2 separate regions of the Oryza sativa genome follow, and region 1 is linked to region 2. A link is a contact called in public ChIA-PET data. All regions are on one chromosome and are shown on one strand. The core of a region is the stretch at or near the end of the contact, and the rest is flanking DNA. Distances in the headings are between cores, read along the strand shown. Region 1 holds the start of LOC136354955. Region 2 holds the start of LOC4326411.

Region 1 (5,615 bases), core at 2,248-4,747, 46 kb before region 2:
TTGCTCGAATTTGAATTTGAGTTGAAAAACTTTTTCTCAACTTGCACTTCTTGTTTCCGTCAAGGTTTATCAATAATAATGTTGTACAACGACGATTCTGATTATTTTTTCCGATCCGAATCCGCTCTAATTACGAACAACCTTAGTACACCACCGATATATGTACGTGCTATCTCCCGCTGTGGCGCGTACGTACGTACGTATTGGTTTCCTCGTCTTCTGGCAGCCATGGCGATGGAGACAAGGATCCGTTTGATGGGAATCCAGAACAAGCTGGACGAGTGCCACGTCGGGAAGGCCCCGCTGGAAGTGGGGCCCTCGTACGTGCGCTTCCTCTGCGCCCTCACCGTCAAATACTCCACGCGGCGGCTCGGCGGCGGCGGCGTCGCCGTGCCCCTGCAGCCCGCGGCGCCCCACGGCGGCGGCGGCATCCGCCAGTTCACCATGACGATGCAGAGCGACGTGCGCCCGGTGGACGACCCCTTCGTCTTCCTCTACCGCGACGCGGCGCGGCGGGTGGTGTGGGCCGCCATGGTCGCCGCCCTCCCGGGGCTCGACCGCTACGACCTCTCCGACGGCAACTGGGAGACGCCCAGGCCCGACGCCGCCGTCGCCGCTTGGATCCACGGCCTCGCGCGGGCGAGCTACCTCGGCCGTGGCAAGCGCGTCGGCCACTACCGCGTCGTCGTGTTCGTCGAGGTGGAGGTGGAGCTCGTGTTCAGCGAGCCCAAGGCGCTCGTCGCCGACGTCGTGGCGGCCGGCGGCGGCGCCGGGAAGCCGTGCGGGATCTGCCTGGACGACCTCGACGCCGACGGCCTGACGACGCCGGTGAGGCTGCCGTGCGGCCACGCGTTCCACGGGCAGTGCATCGCCGGGTGGCTGCTGGAGGGGAGGACGTGCCCGATGTGCCGACGAGACTTCTCCCGCCTCGTCCTCGCGCCGTCATGCTACCAGCAATATGGTGCCCCTAGAATATCACAGTTGGCCCAACTAGGTTGGACATTTATCTCTTCGGTTTGAGGATTGATGAAAAATTGAAATGGTTAATTAATTGACAATATGATGATTACTATTACACACTACTACAAAATATTAAATAGGTCTCGCCACTATACGTGCCAGAAAATTGAAATGGTTAATTAATTGACAATATGATGATTACTATTACACACTACTACAAAACATTAAATAGGTCTCGTCACTATATGTGCAGGTAGTGCTAAAACCGGCACCTATGTTTTTCCTATTCTTCCGTTTTTTCATTCCTGTTATTCAAAGGGGCCCTAAAGGTGCTGGTTTTTTTTAGAAAACCGACACCCTATCAAACAAGCCGAGCCGACATACAGCCTTATCCACTCGCCGAGTGAGGGGGCAACCTTATCCTCTCACCCGTGACCACTCTCTCTCTCTCACCCTCTCCTTTCTCTCTCTCTCTCTCTCTTGGCGCTTTCGAGGGAGGCGACGGCTGCGGCGGCGGGAGGCGATGGCAGCGGCGGCGGGAGGAGAGGCGGCAGTGGCGAGCGGCGCCCTCCCCTCTGCTAGATCTGGCGGGAGGGGAGGCGGTGGCGGCGGGTCAGCGGCAGAAGTGGATGCGGCGTCGGTGGGTCGGCAGCGGGAGGGGAGGCGCACGGCGTTGGTCCGACAGCCCGGCGGCGGTGCCCTCCCCTTCGCCAGTTCTGGCGGGGGAGGTGGCGACAATGGCCCGGCGGCGGGAGGTGGCGACGGCGGCATCCTCGGCAGCAGCAGCGGTGCTGGCGGCGCCCTCCTCTCCATCCGGCAGTGGCGGTGGTGATGAAGGCAGCCTCCTCCTCGATAATGTGTGTTCTTGATGAATGTGTTTGATTCTTGATGAATGTGTGTGACTGTGTTCTTGATGAATGTGTTCTTGATGTTGATGTGTTGTTCTTGATGAAATTTTAGGATTTGGGTTTTAGATTGGATCGGCTTGACGGCTCAATGCATCGGCTCGATGAATTGAGCCGATTTTTTTTTGCTCATGGGCGCCTCAAAGGTGCGGATTTTCGAGCCGTCACATTTGACCTGGGGAAATCAGTGTCGCCTCCCGGCTGCCGGTACCCAAGGGGGTTTTTCAACCGGCACCCTTTAGAGTTTCTGTAGTAGTGATAGATGAATCGATATGATTAAACTCGATATATCTTGTAAAGTAATTAACCAATATCGGGTCCACGTACCCACCCTATAGTAAAATATATATTTCTAGCGAATTGAGCGTACTTCAACAGGTTAGGTTCTTTGTGGTAGAACTAGCCCATCTAGATTCAAATCCTAGATTTGACACGGGTACTCGTATTTATCGTTAATTATTCTTTCAGTGGTAGACGGTGTACCTATAGTGACTTCATCAATCTCAAGATATGCTGGCACAGTCTTTCAGAGATGCCCATAGAAATAGGGTGTGCATTTGTGCGTTCATAGGGATAAGTGTGCACGCGTTGTGAGCGTCTACGTTCTCTATTTCTAAAAAAATTATATTTCTAGTATGGCCAATGTTAACGTACATAGTTGTCCGTGCAGTATCATGTACATTCAGTACCAATAACCCTCATCGGCTCATCGCGATCTCAATCACCACAGTGGTCAGCCATTGGAGTGAGAGGGACAATGCCAACACATTATATAATGGGGATGGGTTCACATCCTTTATCATAATGACACTAAAATTATATATACTGATAATAGTAGCTAGGTATCCTTATCTGTTGGCGCTAATGGGTAATATAGTGCAGATCAATTTATTAATTTTTGGGATAACTTTTATCGAGGATTCATTTTTAAAACATGGGTTTTTTTTAATGGATCAAGCAAAAATTATGGTGCCAAGGTTTCAGCGAGTGAGCACTTCTTTCGTGGCATCGACATTTTCCTTTTTCCTCGTCCCCATCTATTTCTTCAGTTGATTGATATTAAGAAATTAATAACGAAGTGAAACAACAGTACCACGTTCCCTAACCTTTTCGTCTGCAACTACTACCCATGGTAATGATGAAAAAAAACGATTTTAACCGTGAATATACGTTAACTAATTACAATTTAATTTGGTATTTCGTTGTAATATGTAGATATGAATTTTAAGTTGAATGTTTGAGGAGAGATATATCGCATATTAATATATTTTCTTAAATTTTTTTAAAAAAAAATCATAACTATTTAAGTGACATATGCCCTCGAGAGTTTAGAATAGTTTTCTCCTAATGTCCCATTGAACTTCTTTGTTTTGTTTGGAGAGGACTTAATTAGTTCCGAATAGGGTTTTCAAAAGCGCTCGGTTTTCATGAATCCGTTGGTTATTGGTTTATCTGTATAGCTTTGTTCCAAAATCATTACTACCTACATCTAGTCCAGATTCATAGTATAGTATTAAGATGTGTTCCATCTACTTAAAAATTGCTATATTTTGGAATTGAGGGAGTAGTTTTTATTGGTTTTTGATAAACAGTGAGAAGCGATTTTCATTTTCAACGTGGAAAGGTAAACCATAACCCACTAGCTACTTTCAGGTTATCTTCCCTGATCGAGCTCGATCGACTGCCTCGACAACTTCGATTGAGATTTGAGGACTAACTAACGGATTTCCGACTCTGATTAATTTCGTCCCGATTCATCCGAGTCGGATTGCACATCCGAGTCCGATAATCAGACTCAGACAGCAAACTAATTACAGTAATTAATACTACTGCCTATATTAGGAGGGCGATGCATGAGCTAGCTAGCCGAACGTGCTCTTCATCTCTCGCATCGAGCAGGTTGCTAGCTAGCCGTCCAGCGCGCGGGAAGAAAGCTTAGCTGCTGATCGAACGAGATCAGCCGGCGGCCGGCGGCCATGGCGATGGAAACGATAATACGCTTACGGAGCAGCAGCAAGCAGCTGGAGGGCCACCACGGGACGGCGCCGCTGGAGGAGGGCCCCTCGTACGTGCGCTTCGTCTGCGACGTCAAGGTGCGGTGCTGGTCGCGGCGGCTCGGCGGCGGAGGCGAGCCCGTGCGCCACGACGGCATCAAGTTCACGCTGGAGACGGAGCGCAAGCACGTGCTGGACGGCGCCGGCGGCGACGTCTTCCTCGACTACGAGGAGACGCGGCGGATGGCGTGGGCCGTGTTCACCGGGATGCGGGAGCTCCGCTGCGTCGACCTCTCCCGCAGCAACTGGGCGACGCCCATGCCCGACGACGACGCCGCCGCGTGGATCCACCGCGCGGTGAGGCGGAACCACGACGACGGCCTCGCCGGCGGCCACTACCGCTTCGCCGCGCGCGTGAAGGTGGCGGTGGAGCTGGTGTTCAGCGAGCCCGTGTCGCTCGTCCGCGGGCTGGTCTGGCTGGAGACGCGCGCCGGCGACACCTGCGGGATCTGCCTGGACGGCCTGACGGCCAGCGAGAGGTGCAAGACGCCGCCGGCGAACCTGCCGTGCGGGCACGCGTTCCACCCGCCGTGCATCACCAGGTGGCTGTTCAAGGGGACCACCTGCCCGATCTGCCGCGACGACCTCACCGGCCTCGCCGCCGCGCCATGGGAGAGCGGCGTGATGTCGTGCCCTGGGTGCATCATGCCATCCACGCCGTGCGTCGAAGATTGCCCGAGCCTGAAGGCTCTCTCTCTCAACAGCTAGATGGAGTAGTATAGAAGCTTTGCAGATTTCAACAGATAGTCAAGCTTGACACTTATTAAGATTTTTGGATTCTACTTGTAACGTAGCCATTGTTTAGATTATCTCATTCTCAGATGTGCTTGAGATTATTTGTAAAGCTAGCTGCTTGCAGAAGTGAATATGTAAGAATTCGCCTCCTGACTCTTGTTGGTCCATGCTGACTCAGCCGAGTTGACTATAATCAGCTTGTCATATCATCTGAAACCGAGTACAATAATGACCTGAGATCTCGGGTATCCTAGCATTGCAAGTTGAATAACGTATTGTATCTAGTATTATAGTTCGAAGATGTTATTTGAATTCGATGTCCACTGAGGACCCAAATTGAACTTAAACAATTGGTGAGGCCATCGTGGACCAGCAGGATTTCGGCCTTCCCACTCGAGTGTGCGGGAATTTTTGGTCCACGCATGTTTTCCCATTTAAGGAATAAATCTACATTTCGTCCCTAAACTCATGCACTTGATTCAATCGCACACCTCAACTGAAACATACCTAAATGGGACCCACATGTCAGTGAGTAAAACAATAAAAATAAATTTTAGACCCCTCTCTCAGGTGGATGGTAGCAGCGCCGAGCGAGACGGAGCGCTGCGAGCTTAGCGGCAGTATAGGACAATGGGAACCATGTGGCGGCGGGGCTTGAGGCCGCATGACAGTGGGAGCGGCGGGGCTTGCTACCTTTATTGCTACTAGGTGACGAGAGAGCAGAGGTGAGAAAGCCTCGTTGTCGCCTCCTCTCTCCCTTCCCTGCCGCTGCCTCCCCTCCCGCGCCCCTCCTCCACCACCTCATTCCCGCCCTCGCCAACTCTAGCCTCGCCAGCGCCTCCACTCCTTCTTCCCCACCACTGTAGGGGTCGGTGACATTTGGGTCCTAGGCGAGGGCATCTCTATCGCCCGGGTTGATGGCAACGGCGGGTGGGTGGAGGAGGAGGTGAGATGAGGGCGT
Region 2 (5,618 bases), core at 1,398-3,897:
CCACAAGAATCACATGGTGCAGTCCTGGATCCACAGATACTCTCGTGCTCACACATGTTGCGAAGCCGATCCCGAGCATCAAGTGGTTCTCCACCAGCTTGAACAGTGTCACCACAAAATCGGCACACAATCAAGCGCAAAGGGCAGGTTGAGGATTGGTGTTGAACCTGAGATTTAAGAACAGAATAAATTAGTCATGTGACTTCCAATATTACATTACCAGTAAATTACAGTAACTGTTTGAAACAAAAGCTGGTAGGCAGTTTCTCTACTGTTTGTATTGAGTGAGGAACAATACTCGTAAAACTAACCATTGGCAATAAAAATATATCATGCAAATAAAATTATTACATCTAAAAAGGTATTGCAATCATTTTGTTTAGAAGTAAAGACAATATTACGCTTGGTAAACTGGGTGTACTCAAATCATTGGCGGGATTCAACGAGTAAAAAAGAACTTCAGAAGTTAGGAAGAATGTTCAAAGAATATAAGTAGCGAAGGCAAAATACATACCATATCTTCCTTTTCAAGGACCACCCCACAAGGGCATTGTAGTGGCTCATGGAAAACTTTCATGTGCTTCTCCATTTCTCTCTGCTGGAAAGCTTGCCCACACTTGTTGCAATGCACGTGATCTGTTGCTTCCTCCTTTCGAAGAACAACACCACACCCATCATGCATGCAAACAACATTGTGTCTCACACAGTATGCTTCATGAAGTAGTGAAGTTCGGTTGGATATATAGCGTTTGCAGTTCTTGCACACCACTGAATCAACATCAACACTAGATGAGGCACTAGCCTGCTCACCAATCCTTTGGCCATTAAGAACATCTTTAATAGCTACAGAAAGTTGGTATTTAGTGGTTCCCTTGAAACCATAAACTCCAATACTGTAGGTACCACTGGAGAGACTGGCATCCCTTGGTTTCAGTATGAGGACCTTAGATCCCATTTCATGAGAAGACCATTCGTGACGGTGCTGAGTTGGGAAAACTAAAGGATGCCTTGATACATAAATATCAGTGTCACCACCACTTGTATATGTCTCTATCTTAACCTCAATATTTGCATGCCTAGAAGCTACTTTCTCACCCATACCTTCATCAACAAGAAATTTGTAGTACCTAAACTTTCCTTCTTCCACAACTCCAGATTCAACCTTTCCAGTCTCAAGTGGCACAAGCACATGTTGATTCTCTACGTTGTCCAAAACTGAATCTGGTCCTTCAATGTCAACTTCCACATCTGTCTCCAGGACAGAAACACTTGATGCAGGTTTTAATTCAAGAACCTTCAACTTGTATTGCAGCTGCCCATAATTCACCACAACAAAATCATTTTCAGATAGTGTTGCATGATTGCGGAGTGCCGTTTCAAGGACAGCCCTATGGTTAGGAAGGTCTGAGAACCCCACTCCTTCTGGCTTCAGCTTCGCATATGTCCCTTTGGGTAAACTGACATACCTAACCTCAATCAGAGGAACATCTGGGCTATCACCCCGGAACAGATTGTTCCACACATGTGGAGTGAGTTCTGCGGAGCCTTCCCTTGCAGTGAACTCAAGAACACCACAACATGTTGCCTCATCGGCATCATTATCCTGAGGGGCACCCGGAACACTGTCTCTAACCTTTGACAACCTGAAGTACATGGGACCTTTGTCCAGTGCTCCTTCATCAGACAATTCCTTAAAAGACGATGGTGGCAACTTGATCTTATCCCCAGGACCATCATATCGAAGAGCTTCAAACATGTGCAAGAAAGAAATCCCCTTTCCAAGTTGCATCACCTCTTCCATCTTCTGCTGAGCCTATTACAACACAAATACATAAAACAGATCATTAACACGAGCCGGTAGCACATCAAAAGGCAGGAGTAGACACCAAAGAAAACAAATGCAAGCATTTCGATAAATTGTCATGGGGAGCAAGCAGTCCAATTCAACAAGTTGAACCAATCAAACATTCAAGATATCCACCAAAGTATCAGGAAAAGAAATTATTGTTTCTAATATAACAACAAAGGGGACATTGGGCGATCGAGTGAATGCATAATCTTTGCCGCATGTGTTTGCTCAGAATTAACATGAAGGCTTTGGGATCAAATTTGGGTTTGGGAATCGAATTACTCCACTTGAGAAGCCTATTTACAATCATCAAACAGGATAAAAACCAATACAAACGACCGCAAAATGGATCACGGACGGGGGGAGCAAAAGTGATCCTAACCCTAGATTCCCTAGCAGGTTAGGAACGTGGTTGTTGTGTGCTTTTGTGGTGGTATTATTACCTCTTCCTGCGCGCGGGCGGCGTCGAGGCGGCGCTCGCGGTGGGACGCCTCGAGCGCGTCGCGGCGGCGCGCGGCCTCGGCCTTGGCGCGGCGCTCGCGGTCGGCCTTGTCCTTGGCGCGCTGCACGCGCTCCCGCTGCTCCCGCTCCAGCTTCTCCCGCGCCTTGCGCAGCTCGAAATCCATCCCCCTCCTCCTCCTCCTCCTCGTACCCGATCCGATTCCACGCTGATTGCTTGCTTGGGTTCCCCTCCCCTCTCCTCTGCTCTGGTTGTCGTCGGCGATGATCTCCCGGCGGCCGCGGGAGGGGGGGAAATTTATGGAGGGAGTCGGGTGTCGAGGGGGGTCGGTGGCGGCCGGAGTTGGAGGAAGCTTCTGGTCTTCTTGTTGAGGCCGCGTCAGGAGTCGGAGAAGGTAAACGAAACAAGACGTAACTGCGGACGCACGGCCGCTGCTTATCAGGGCCCACCTGTCAGAGAGAAAGGTACGGAAGTGTAAATTGGGACGGAAAAGGGTCCACACCACCCAACCGTTTCCGTTTTCTTCTCTTTTTTTTTTTGAGTGAATTTCATCTTGGACCTTTTTTTTTGAGTTTCACAATGGACAAGGGGTTTAACAAAATTTTCAATTCACACCAGCTAGACTTGCCAAAGCATAGCAGTTTGGACCTAGGGCATTGCTTGAGCTGCTACGGTGCTAGTGCTACCACGGCTATTTCAATCATCCACATTTGATTTGGCGGCATCGATTGCTTCGCTTCAGTTGGAGTTGCCTGAACCATGATTGTTTGGCTATTCATAATCATGTCATCTGTAGCTGAGCTGGTGTGCGAGGATCAAATTTTCGATGCTTGAGAAGTTGAGGTTGAGTCCTGCACGTGTCGAACCCACAGAACTGATAACCACCACTGGCTACCTCAACATGAAGACCAGCCCTTCTTGCCCTGCCTCCCTACTTGAGCTCCATCACCAGCACCTCCAGTGCTATTGGCCGTTCGCTCGTGCTCGAGCTTTTTCGATGTTGCCGATCCATGATATGCTGCTCGTCCCTCCAGATTGGGTGCCCGGAGTTCCAGGCCGCTTCCGTACTCTTTCCTTTAAGATTGGGCTGCCGGAGTTCTGGACGAGACCATCGCTGCCCTACTCTTGCTGACATGCTCCACTTTGGATCATGCATGTCTCGGGAGCAGTCACCACCTCCTCTGACAGCGTGGCAGATAGCAGGAGACTAGGGGGGAGAGAGAGACGAACAGTACTTGCATTGGAGATGGGCTGCCGGACTTGGAGAAGATGAGGGGGTGGTCTAGAGTGAAACCAATGGTAAAGATATGTGGTTCAAAGTGAAAACCATTGCTAGGACCTTGTCTAAATTGTAACAATGGTAAAAATATGTGGTCCAAACTACAATTTACTCTTTTTTTTTCTTGAATTGGAGCCGAAACAAAAAACCCGGATAAAAGAAAATCGAATGTTATTAAATACAAAAACGAATGGCACGGATATGATAATAGATATTTATCGAAATAAAAGGATCCCTTCACATGAACTTCTCGAGTCAACGAAAAGATGTAAGTGAACAAAAAAGATTTTTCTCTTTTTTTGTTATGGCTAAAATATAGTGAATTTGAATATGATACTTTGCATATATGTGTAATACTATTAGGAGTAAATGTTCAATATTTTGTATAGTTTTTCATGACATTTATTATTTGGTGTGTACGGAGTGTGTAAGAGAAGCTTGTGCGCATATGATATATATATATATATATATATATATATATATATATATATATATATATATATATATATATATATATATATATATATATATATATATATATATATATATATATATATATATATATATAGATATATATATATATATATATATTCCCTATGCGGGGATAGAGTGGAGAGAAAATTAAGTATATAGCAGAAGAAAGAGTGAGTAGGGATAATATATCAATACTTTGTCAGCCACTTGTGAACGTTGAGTTATACAGGGTGAAACAAAAAAGTTATTGAAACATTTAATTTTCTTTTGTGAAACACAATGAAAACACCAGTTAAAACATGACGCTATTGCGTATGAAACATTGAGTTTTAACGGTTTGAAACATATGTTTTTCTTTCATCAGAGTATAATCATGTGATATTTTGTTATAAAGATTTAATTATAACAAATACAACGATATGATTGGATAAAAAATCGAAGAAATTGTTGAGAAGAAAAATATTAAGAAGACAACCATGTGCACACATATATGGATAAATAAATACATAGATAAAAAAAAGTAGTTGTATAGCATATAGTGGTTAAGTTGCCTTCCATTTTCTCTTCCCTCGCGCTACCGATAGAAAGCATTCACCATCAAACTCACGTGTCATATGACTCGTATGTGGTACTATATGGAAGAATCAGTACAATGAAGTTTACAAATTTTAAAAGAAATTTTATTGAGAAGTCATCTTTATTGAGTTAGTAGTCTTACTTATACCAGATGTTAGTCCTAATTAAGTTAGTTGTTTTGAATATTTGTAGATATAGGGAATTACTTTAACCAATACGGTCATACCAAATCCAAATTTGGTTCAATTTCAACTCCGTAATCTGCTCAACTCAATATATATCATGAATCTTTCTCAGTTTTCAACTTCTTTATGGGTTAAGCATGGAAGGCGGGCTGTGCCATTTTTTCTTAATTCCATGAATTGGCACAGGTAGTTGATACACAGTCCGGAAATAACCCATAATAGATCGTTTGATTCAACCTACGTCAGAAATAAAAGCTGCATGGACCTATTTTGTTTTTTAAAAAAAGCATTCACAACCAAATAGGCTCATAGGCTACAGCCTGAACATTCATATATACTGAGTTGATGGTACACATTGTACAAAATTTAAATATTACAAACTACAAACTGGGCATGTCTTCCATGGTAGTTGCGCATTAACAGACAGCATAAGGAACAACCCTTTCCTAGTACAAACATACATATATAAAACTTTGGAATGCAAACCAACAATCCATATCAGGGACTAAATCAGTGTCCAATTGAAGAAGAGTGGTTTTCTGGCTTTCAGAAAGGTTACATTGAGCTTGAGCTAAGCTCAACAAGTGAAGAATATATTCCACCCTTTATCTGCATCAGTTCTTCATGCCTGCCTTTCTCCACTATCGTCCCGTTTTCGAGGACACCGATGATATCCGCTCCTTTTATTGTCGACAGGCGATGCGCCACCACCACGGTAGTCCTACCAACCACCTCCCGGTCCAGCGCCTCCTGAACCACGCGCTCTGATTCTGAATCCAGAGCACTTGTTGCCTC

Evidence for each region. ChIA-PET counts read pairs in DNA pulled down with a chosen protein or histone mark.
Region 1: an RNA polymerase II ChIA-PET map of leaf shows a contact between it and region 2, with 5 times the contacts expected there. The contact joins the promoter of LOC136354955 here to the promoter of LOC4326411 in region 2.

The regions. Positions count from the first base shown.
Region 1 is chr1:20,001,436-20,007,050 of ASM3414082v1, reverse strand. It overlaps LOC136354955, which reads left to right and starts at 3,497. Exons shown (of 1, transcript XM_066306872.1): 1 at 3,497-4,818. The coding sequence starts at 3,842. The coding sequence ends at 4,627. LOC136355008 reads left to right here and starts at 50. Exons shown (of 1, transcript XM_066306967.1): 1 at 50-1,020. The coding sequence starts at 79. The coding sequence ends at 1,020.
Region 2 is chr1:19,955,009-19,960,626 of ASM3414082v1, reverse strand. LOC4326411 reads right to left here and starts at 2,647. Exons shown (of 3, transcript XM_015766673.3): 1 at 2,293-2,647; 2 at 515-1,813; 3 at 1-167. The coding sequence starts at 2,475. LOC9268765 (ABC transporter B family member 11) reads right to left here. Exons shown (of 13, transcript XM_026026258.2): 13 at 5,125-5,618. The coding sequence ends at 5,379.